Regions from separate parts of the Mus musculus genome. Here all the other regions are linked to region 2. A link is a contact called in public Hi-C and promoter capture Hi-C data. All regions are on one chromosome and are shown on one strand. The core of a region is the stretch at or near the end of the contact, and the rest is flanking DNA. Distances in the headings are between cores, read along the strand shown. Region 1 overlaps Ptprn2 (protein tyrosine phosphatase, receptor type, N polypeptide 2). Region 2 holds the start of Wdr60 (WD repeat domain 60). Region 3 overlaps Ptprn2 (protein tyrosine phosphatase, receptor type, N polypeptide 2).

Evidence for each region. Promoter capture Hi-C pulls out the DNA fragments that hold promoters and counts their contacts. Hi-C and Micro-C count contacts between places; a contact is called where the count stands out from the background.
Region 1: a promoter capture Hi-C map of neural stem cells shows a contact between it and region 2. The contact joins the enhancer-like site here to the promoter of Wdr60 in region 2. A contact is called at or near these places in 6 of 39 promoter capture datasets (3T3-L1-derived adipocytes, the C10 cell line, the HPC-7 cell line and 3 more), 1 of 484 Hi-C or Micro-C datasets (uterus), 3 of 115 datasets of contacts at active chromatin or transcription factors (bone marrow-derived macrophages, pancreatic cancer cells and stem cell-derived neural progenitor cells) and 1 of 9 other capture datasets (pancreatic islet).
Region 3: a Hi-C map of cerebellum shows a contact between it and region 2, with 2.5 times the contacts expected there. The contact joins the enhancer-like site here to the promoter of Wdr60 in region 2. A contact is called at or near these places in 11 of 39 promoter capture datasets (the 3T3-L1 cell line, 3T3-L1-derived adipocytes, the C10 cell line and 7 more), 6 of 484 Hi-C or Micro-C datasets (the HL-1 cell line, brain, cerebellum and 3 more), 4 of 115 datasets of contacts at active chromatin or transcription factors (astrocytes, embryonic basal ganglia, embryonic forebrain and 1 more) and 2 of 9 other capture datasets (adipose tissue and liver).

What each region holds. Positions count from the first base shown.
Region 1 is chr12:116,579,607-116,582,306 of GRCm38.p6, forward strand. Ptprn2 (protein tyrosine phosphatase, receptor type, N polypeptide 2) reads left to right here. Exons shown (of 23, transcript NM_011215.2): 2 at 793-843. Among named protein-coding and RNA genes, the nearest start is that of Ptprn2, 95 kb to the left of the region's middle. Within about 2 kb of position 1,400, at least 51 of the 459 cell types and tissues checked have an H3K27ac peak or open chromatin away from gene starts, as enhancers often do. A contact at or near this core is called in neural stem cells, pancreatic cancer cells and uterus, where this site is marked.
Region 2 is chr12:116,261,641-116,264,340 of GRCm38.p6, forward strand. It overlaps Wdr60 (WD repeat domain 60), which reads right to left and starts at 1,385. Exons shown (of 22, transcript NM_146039.3): 1 at 1,211-1,385. The coding sequence starts at 1,225.
Region 3 is chr12:116,621,843-116,624,542 of GRCm38.p6, forward strand. The region is part of intron 2 of Ptprn2 (protein tyrosine phosphatase, receptor type, N polypeptide 2); the gene reads left to right. Among named protein-coding and RNA genes, the nearest start is that of Gm31336, 130 kb to the right of the region's middle. Within about 2 kb of position 1,334, at least 21 of the 459 cell types and tissues checked have an H3K27ac peak or open chromatin away from gene starts, as enhancers often do. A contact at or near this core is called in cerebellum and muscle stem cells, where this site is marked.

The sequences.
Region 1 (2,700 bases), core at 150-2,649, 320 kb after region 2:
TATAGCATTGTGCCTCAGAGTAGGGAGGGCTCATCTGAGTAGAAAGACGTCTTTCATGTCCCCCTGATCTTGCCTGCTCTTCCCATCTTTTCCCTGTGTTCAGGGTGGCTACAGATTACATCCAGTTGCTCTGTGAGTACATTTGCTTTGGTCCCCTGTTTTATGGGAGGCTATCAGGCTCTGTTTCCACTGTGAGAGAGGCTAGCCACCTTGGTGGCTTTAGTGAAGTCTCCTCTGAATGCCTCCATTCTTTTGACACTCACCAAGCCTCTGTTTCTCTTTGCATGACCTTTCCTTCTTTGTCATTGTCCCCATGCAGAGGCACATAACCAGTCTCCATGGAGTCATGAGAAATCAGGATCTCAGAATCCTTCTTAGTGTGCACAGTTGGATTAGGTCCAGAGGTCTGGCCCATTTCTGGTATTGTGTATACTTCTGTCCATGATGCTGCTGTGAGCTCAGTCTCAAGCCCTGACTTCCCTGGGTGGGCAGTTTAGAAATGCTGTGAGGCTAGAGGGGGCATATCTGCATAGATAGATGGCCATGCCAAGGACATGGCCTCTCTCTGATGTGAACTTGAAGGCACAGGACATGCCACCAATCCTCCTGATAGACAGGTTGTCCAGATCATACAGAGGTCTGTTAGAATGGCTTCAGAATAATCCAGCACCATCACGAAGAAGCAGATCCAAGGAGTCTGTATGGGGGTGGGGAGGGTTTTTTTTTTTTCAAGCCTCCAAGGCCATTGGTTTCTCTGTCACTGACTTCTTTCTCTTCTGTCTTTTTATCTAGGATGCTTGTTTGAGGATGGCTTGTGTGGATCACTGGAGACCTGTGTGAACGGTGAGTACGGATTATGCTTGGGGCATTGCTGAAGTTTTGGATCTGTTTCTTCTGCTGTGGACTAGAGGGTGGCTTCCACACCTTTGATCTGAAGGACGCAGAGCTTTTTGTCTTTGGGTGCTAGGGATAGGGAGAGAGTTCTTACTCACAGATGTGTGTCTCAGTGCCTATCAGCCTCAGTCCCTGAGTGTAGGCCTGTTCTTCAGGAGGAAGGGGCATTGTTGGTGATGGACTCTGGTGGTAAGGAAGAAAGAATGAACCTGAGTCTAGTGTGCTGGCATTCCTCAGTGCTAGCTCTACTTGGCCCCCTGCCCCCAGCCTGTGCTTGATGCCTGCACATTTTCTGTTTTCATGGCTTCATGTTGATCTCACAGGAAGTCCTTCCTAGGGCTAGCTCCTGGAAATGTTGGATGAGTAGCTGTCAACAGGAAGGGGAGTGGCCAAAGACTTCTCAAATGAAGAAAATGACTTTGTGTGTGTTTAATGGGTGCCAAGTTCTGGGTAGTTTGCTGTTTGAACAAGGGGAGAGGTGGAGATAATGCTGGAAGGTCACAGTTATGTGTTTCAGAGTGAGACTGGGTGTGTAGTAGCCCTCTGGAACCCCAGGCAGGTTGACAAAGCACACACTCTTTCTTCTTAGCTTACTGCCTGCCCGTCTTTAGCTTGTACGTGGGGAAGGGGAGCCTCCTCCTGCAGCTGCTGCTAATTCTGAGCTGCCACAGATGCCCTCGTACTCTTAAGTGGCCCTGCATAGCCAAGGGTGCCCTACTTGCCCCAGGCCAAGCCCCTCCTTGAGTGCAAATGTCAAGCTTTGTCTGTCCGAAACACTAAACCAAGTGCTTTGGGGCCATGCCGAGGGCCAGCCCTGTGGCCTAGATCAGGAATCTCAGTTAGGGAGGACTGTATGTGTGTGTGTCTGAGCTGGCAGCAGGGGCCAGCAGGGAAGGGCAAGAGCTGGCCCTGGGAAGAAAGGAGAGCAGAATGCCAACCGTCTCCATCTCGGTTTTGTGCTTGCTTTCTGCAGGACGATTTCTGTGATGGGCCAGGCCAGGACCATGTGCCTTGGCTGGCAGGACCCTGACCCCCTGAGCTGGACTTTGTGCTGCTTTGGGGAGATAGCATTAAGTAGATTATCTTAAAAGTATCTTCTCAGCTAAATATGGTCAATTTATACTCACCAAGCTCTGATGATGAAGGACGCAGTGTGTGTGTGTGTGTGTGTGTGTTCAGTCTAACCAGAGACATAGCACTAATGACAGCAGACACAACTTTCCCTCTTCCCTCTGCAGAAAGAAAGTCTAAAAGTGAACCAGAATCATTCTTTGGTTTATTTTCTTCCCCCAACTCCAACTTGCCTTCCTAACCTTCAGTGAAAGATGCATTATTAAGATAATAGCCTTCTATTCTTTGGGAAAGAAAAGCAATTTAAATGTAAATATAGATATTCAGGTCTTGGTGTAAGGGAACAGACAGTATTTGACACCTTTTTTTCTAGTGCAGCTAGGTCTGGGAAATGGCAAGGCAGGCTGCCCAAGTGCTGCAGGCTGGGTGTTTGCTGTGGCTGACAGGAGTCCTAAGAAATATAACATCCTGTTGTTGCTGGCCTGGATTTACTGTTGTCATGGTGACTGTATAATTCATCCTGCTAGCTGGTGGAGCAGAGAGGTGTGGCCAGTCTCAGTGAAGATGGACAGGTGGCCATGGGGCAGGGTGTGGAATGGAGTCCAGGATGCCTGCATTCATATGTGGGGGGTCTCTTTAATTCATGACTCCTTTTCCTGAGATGAGGCAGGCATATATAGTCTTATTAGCTCATTAAAAAAAAGCATATAGCATTTTTAAATATAATAAAAAAAT
Region 2 (2,700 bases), core at 135-2,634:
TGCATGGCTTCAATACCTGACTTCCATCCAGACAGGTCATCCAAAAAAAAAAAACTAAACAGAGAAGTTGCTGGAGTTTAAAAAAGCAAATGAAAAAACAAAACAAACAAAAAATATCGTAAGTCAAATTGACAGACAAACACACACACAAATATCCCACCCAAACTCTAAAGAATATTCTTTCTTTTCCAAAGCTCATGATCACATATTAGAACACAAGGCAAGCCTCAATACATATAAGAAAACTGAAATAGCACCCTGAATCCTATCTGACCACCATGGAGTAAAGCTGAATATCAACAATACCAAACAAACTCATGGACACTGAACAACTTACTACTGAATGAAAATTGAGTCAAAACAAAAATCACAGAGGAAAATAAACTTTTTAAAACTGAATAAAAATTCAACATAGCCAAACCTACAGGGCACAATGAACACAGTTTGTAAGACGAAAGTTCATAGCACCAAGTGTCTCCACCAAAAAACTAGAGAGGTTTTATATTGGTAATTTCATGATGCACCTGAAAGCCCTAGAAAAACAAGAAGAAATAATAACCCCAAAAGAGTAGATGGCACAAAAAAAAAAAAATCAAACTCAGGACTGAAATCAAAGAAACTGTAACAACACAAACCAGTACGAAGAATCAATGAAACTAAAGAGCTGACTCTTTCAGAAAGATCAACAAAATGGGCAAACTTTTACCCAGTAAACTAAAAGATGGAAAGAGAAGACCTAAATTAATTAAAGCAGACAAGGGTCCTTTATAATAGACGCTAAGGTAATTCATAGGATTTATCATGAGTTGTTAATAGGGCCATAAGGACATACTTTAAAAACCTGTATTGCACCAAACCGGAAAACCTAAGAGATGGATTTTTGATATAAACGACCTACCAAAGTTAAAGTCAACAACCTTCTACCTTAACGAGACTCATGTTTCACCTTGCGGCACTTTTTTTTCAGGAGTCCTGTGCCTTCCTGAAGTTGACACTCAGCCTCGCCTCTGGATGAGTCCAGAAACTCCTCCACAAACCGCACCTGGAGCTAAGAAGTGAGAGGCAACAGCAGAGCTGAGACCTCGACCCAAACTCCGCCTCCAGCTCTCTCCTAAGTGCAGGCCCAGGAGGAACCCGATCTCCATTGCCAAGAAAGAGGGGGGTAATGGGGGCGCGGGCCGGACCAGGCTGGGCCCCGCGGCGCACCGACCTTCCCAGGCTCCATCGCTCCTCGAGGCCGGGACAGCCGCGTGTCCTCGGCCCAGCAGGCGCGGGCCACCGGAGGAAGATAAACCCGCCGTCGCTCAGCTCTACCAGCCAGCCAGGCCTGCTGCGACTTGGGTCCCAGGAGGGCCGGCGTCCCCGCCTCCTAGCAACGGGCCGAAGGCGCTGGCCCAGCATGCCCCGCGGCCGTCCCCAGCACGCGCGCCTGCGCGCCCGTGTTTTCTGCAAACACGCAGGAGCCTTTTCTTATGTCTTGAGTTTCTTTGTCTGATCCTTCTTTGACCCTCACAGTTGACAACGAGAGATGGGAAGGAAACGGTGATTGAGCTTTATACTTGAACAAGGCTTTGCCTCCTCAACTCACACCCTATAGACTGTCTTTTCATGAAAATCATTTGTGGCCAACTGCGGCAGCGCACACCTTTAGTTAATTCTATTACAATGGAGACAAGGCAGAAGGATCTTTGTGAGTTCAAGACTAGGCTGTCTGCCTAGCGATACTTAGGAAGTATCTAGATCGTATGTTAGCATTCTGAGCTTTTTCTGCAGATGAGAAGTTTACTATTCGCACACTTTTCTAAGTTACATATTACTGTAACCCACGTTAGAATTTGACTTTCCACTCACTTAACACCACACAAAGGTCACTAAGCCAAATCCTTGTCATACAAAAGGTACTAACATACATTAAGTCTTTCATCTTTGCTTAAGGTCTATTATCTTTGTTTCTACTAATCCAGTACATTTCTTAGAGGGAAGGTAATCTTGGTGTTGGCTGTGGTTTATTTTGGTCCAGTTCTTACAGAATTTTACTGGTTCTTGCCTATGGCCATTTCTGCCTCATGAGCACTGAGGTTAGAAGCAGGCTGCCCCATCTGACTTTTACGTGGGTGATGGTGATCCAGACCCTGGTCTGCGTGCTTGCATGACAAATGCTTTATCTACGGAGCTATCTCCCCAACCCCAGGAGCTACATTTTCAAAAGTTGAAAAAGGTTAAATTTAATAGTATATTTTACCAGAGACAGGCATAAACTGTTATCACTTTAACGTGCAGTATATATTTGAAGTATTAACGTATTTTTAAAAACTTGTAGTGTCTTCAAAATTCTTTACTTACAGAATATGTCAAGACTAGCCACCTCCCAAGTACCCAAAGCCCACATGTGATTAGAAGCTTCTTTAATGAGCAGAGCACACCTGTAACAAAGGGTCTGGATTTCATGACTGGAGAGATGGCTAGAGATGAAAAGGGAGGTGTGTGCAAATTTGTGAAGGGTATTGAATGTCATGACACAAAACTTCTTAATGTGAAGCTACAAAGCATTCAAATGGGAGACAGGTGCTATAGTTGGATGTTGGGATAGGTTCATGGGGAAAGAATAAAGTCAGGTAATGAAGGGGAAGGATCGAGTAAGGAACACCACTCTCTGCTCACTGCAGTCGCCTAAATATTCACACACTGTTCAGATGCATG
Region 3 (2,700 bases), core at 84-2,583, 360 kb after region 2:
GCCACACACTTTGGCTTGTTTGAGATGTTTGGGGCATTACTGCAATAAACCCAAGGCTGTTCTTTATGATGCTAAGAATCCTTGACTTAAAATCTAACCTTCCAACGCAGTCTTAAGTGCCCAATAGATACAGGTAAAGTGTTGTACAGCAAATTTTTAAAACTCCCTATCTACTGATGAATAATTCCCCTCCCTCCCTCAGCCACTGACAGTCACTGTTCTTTTTGCTTCTCTGATTCTCATGGCCTTTGCTAGTCCCTTTAAGTGAGACCTGTGGTTGGCTTATCTCTGGTAGCATGGTGCCTTCCAGGCTCATCCATACAGTCACTTGTAAGAGTTTCATCTTTTAGCCAGGCGTGGTGGCGCATGCCTTTAATCCCAGCACTCGGGAGGCAGAGGCAGGCGGATTTCTGAGTTCGAGGCCAGCCTGGTCTATAAAGTGAGTTCCAGGACAGCCAGGGCTACACAGAGAAACCCCCGACTTGAGGGAAAAAAAAAAGAGTTTCATCTTCTTTAAAGATTCAGTCATATTCTAGTCTGTGGATGTGCCAGCATTAAAGGGCAAATCAGAGAGAGACAAAACAGACCGCCCTGCCAGGTGTGGCAGGAGAGTGGTGATATGGACAGACATCAGGCTAACATGAAAGAAGCTGTTTGACAAGACTGGAAACCCTTCTCCATGTGGGCTATGTGTAACAGAGAGCTCATGTACTATATAAATGACAGCTAAAGACCATTGACCCTTTGGGCAGCATTTTTTATTTTTGAGGGTACACCTTTCTTCCAATTTGCTAGCTTTCGCTCATTCTTGAAGCACCCTTTTCCTTGTTAATAAACTATATTTTATCTTACCACATGACTCAGGTAAAATGTTTTGGCTTGAACCACAAGAGTCAAGAAATCTTAGTGGATCCCGCCCACCTCAACTCTATCAGTACGTAACACCTGTATTCAGACCTTTGGAATGAGCCCCTTGAGCCTGGGCTCGGGTTCCTGGAACTGTTATGTTCATTCCACCCCCTACATCCCCACTGAAGCCAGTGTGACTCATATTTTCTCTGAGTGGTGGCTAAAAACATCCTGATAGGAACAGTGGAAAATCTGATTGGATTTGCTGTGTTCAGAATCACACAGTTAAATATCAGAGCCATGAGCTCCCTCTGATTTCTGTATCTGGCCTGCTTCTACTCCTTGCTTGGAGGTCTTGGGTGACTTGTTGACCAGTTCTGCTGGGACAGCTTCTATCCCCTTCAGTTCAGTTTGCACCAAAGAGGAGTTTCTGCAGAGGTTCGAGTACTTTATTCTGTCGTTCTACAGCTCAGAGTGGGAGCAGCTGGCACCATGGGCCAGGCACCATCAAGACAGATGGCTGCCCGGCTGGAGACTCTCCATCTAGAGACAGTCCTGTTTAAGGAGTTTCCCCTCCTCCCTCCTCCCTCCTCCCTCCTCCCTTCTCCCTCCTCCCTCCTCCCTCCTCCCTCCTCCCTCCTGCTGTGCTCCCTTTGGTTTGGTCTCCTGGTGTTTCTTTCATGAAGGCTGTTCAAGTTTTTTTGGGAGGTTTAGTGAAGCTGTAAGGCTGTGTGAGATGATATATTTGAGGCAGCTTTGTTTATGGGAATTCTCTGGCCAGGTTGGAAGTCTATGGGTCGGTCTGTATCGTATGGCTAAGTGAGTCACAGTGATGGTCTGCATGATGCTTGTGGGGTCTGTGGCAGTCAATTGTTAAAGTAAATCACTAACCCCAATAAGGTTATGTATGCAAAAACCATACAATTCAGTTACAATATTTATAAGCCGCACACCTAGATTGGGCAAATATACCACTACACTACTCTATTCCCCAGCTATGAGATCCCTTGCTACTGTGGCTTCTCCAGGCCATGTGGTTCTGCTCCATCTTCCTTCCACCCCCTCTTTCTCTGTCATCCTCGTCCCTACTCTTTTCCCACTCCCTAAAACCTCCAGCCCCACCTTTCCCTTCCACTGCCGAATAACAGGCTCTAGCCTTTATTTGACCAGTTAAAATGGGGAGAAGGTTCGAGAAATCACCTGAGTACATGGTCCATGCCTCATCGGGGGCGGCCCCTCTTGAGGAAGCAGAATTAACATCAAAATACAAACAGCGCCAGTGCAATCCACAACATTCAGTGGCCCCAACAATGCCATACAAATCAGTGTGCAGTATTAAGCCATTTTCTGCCGCTTGCTCACAGATGCTACACGTTTTGTTGATGACTTTAGTCCTCAGTGTGACTCCATCCTACCTTCATCTCCAGCCTCTGCAGAGCTCACCAATTTCTACTGCCACCAAGGCCCTTGTGTGCAGTGCAGGCTGCTCTGGTCTTAACCAGGTCCAGGTGCAGCAAAAGCCGCACCTCTGCCAGCCTTTCCCAGTGCTGTCAGCACAGGACAGGCGACAGCTCACCCAGCTCCTGGGTTTGCTGCTATACAGGTAGACTGGGGTTTTGTACCTGCTGGATTCATCCGACATAGAGAAGTCCACCTCGTATTTGTAAGCCTGCCTTGTACTGTCTCAGTATGCAGGTTGTTAAGTTTGGGAATATATCCCTGGCCTTTGGGTCTATGCCTCATCCATCTTTCACTGGGGAGACAGTTGACCCTGGCTTTTCAAATTCTATTAGCTCATAATCTATGGCTTATCGTGGAAACCGATTCCTACAGCATTTAAGTTTAAGTTTT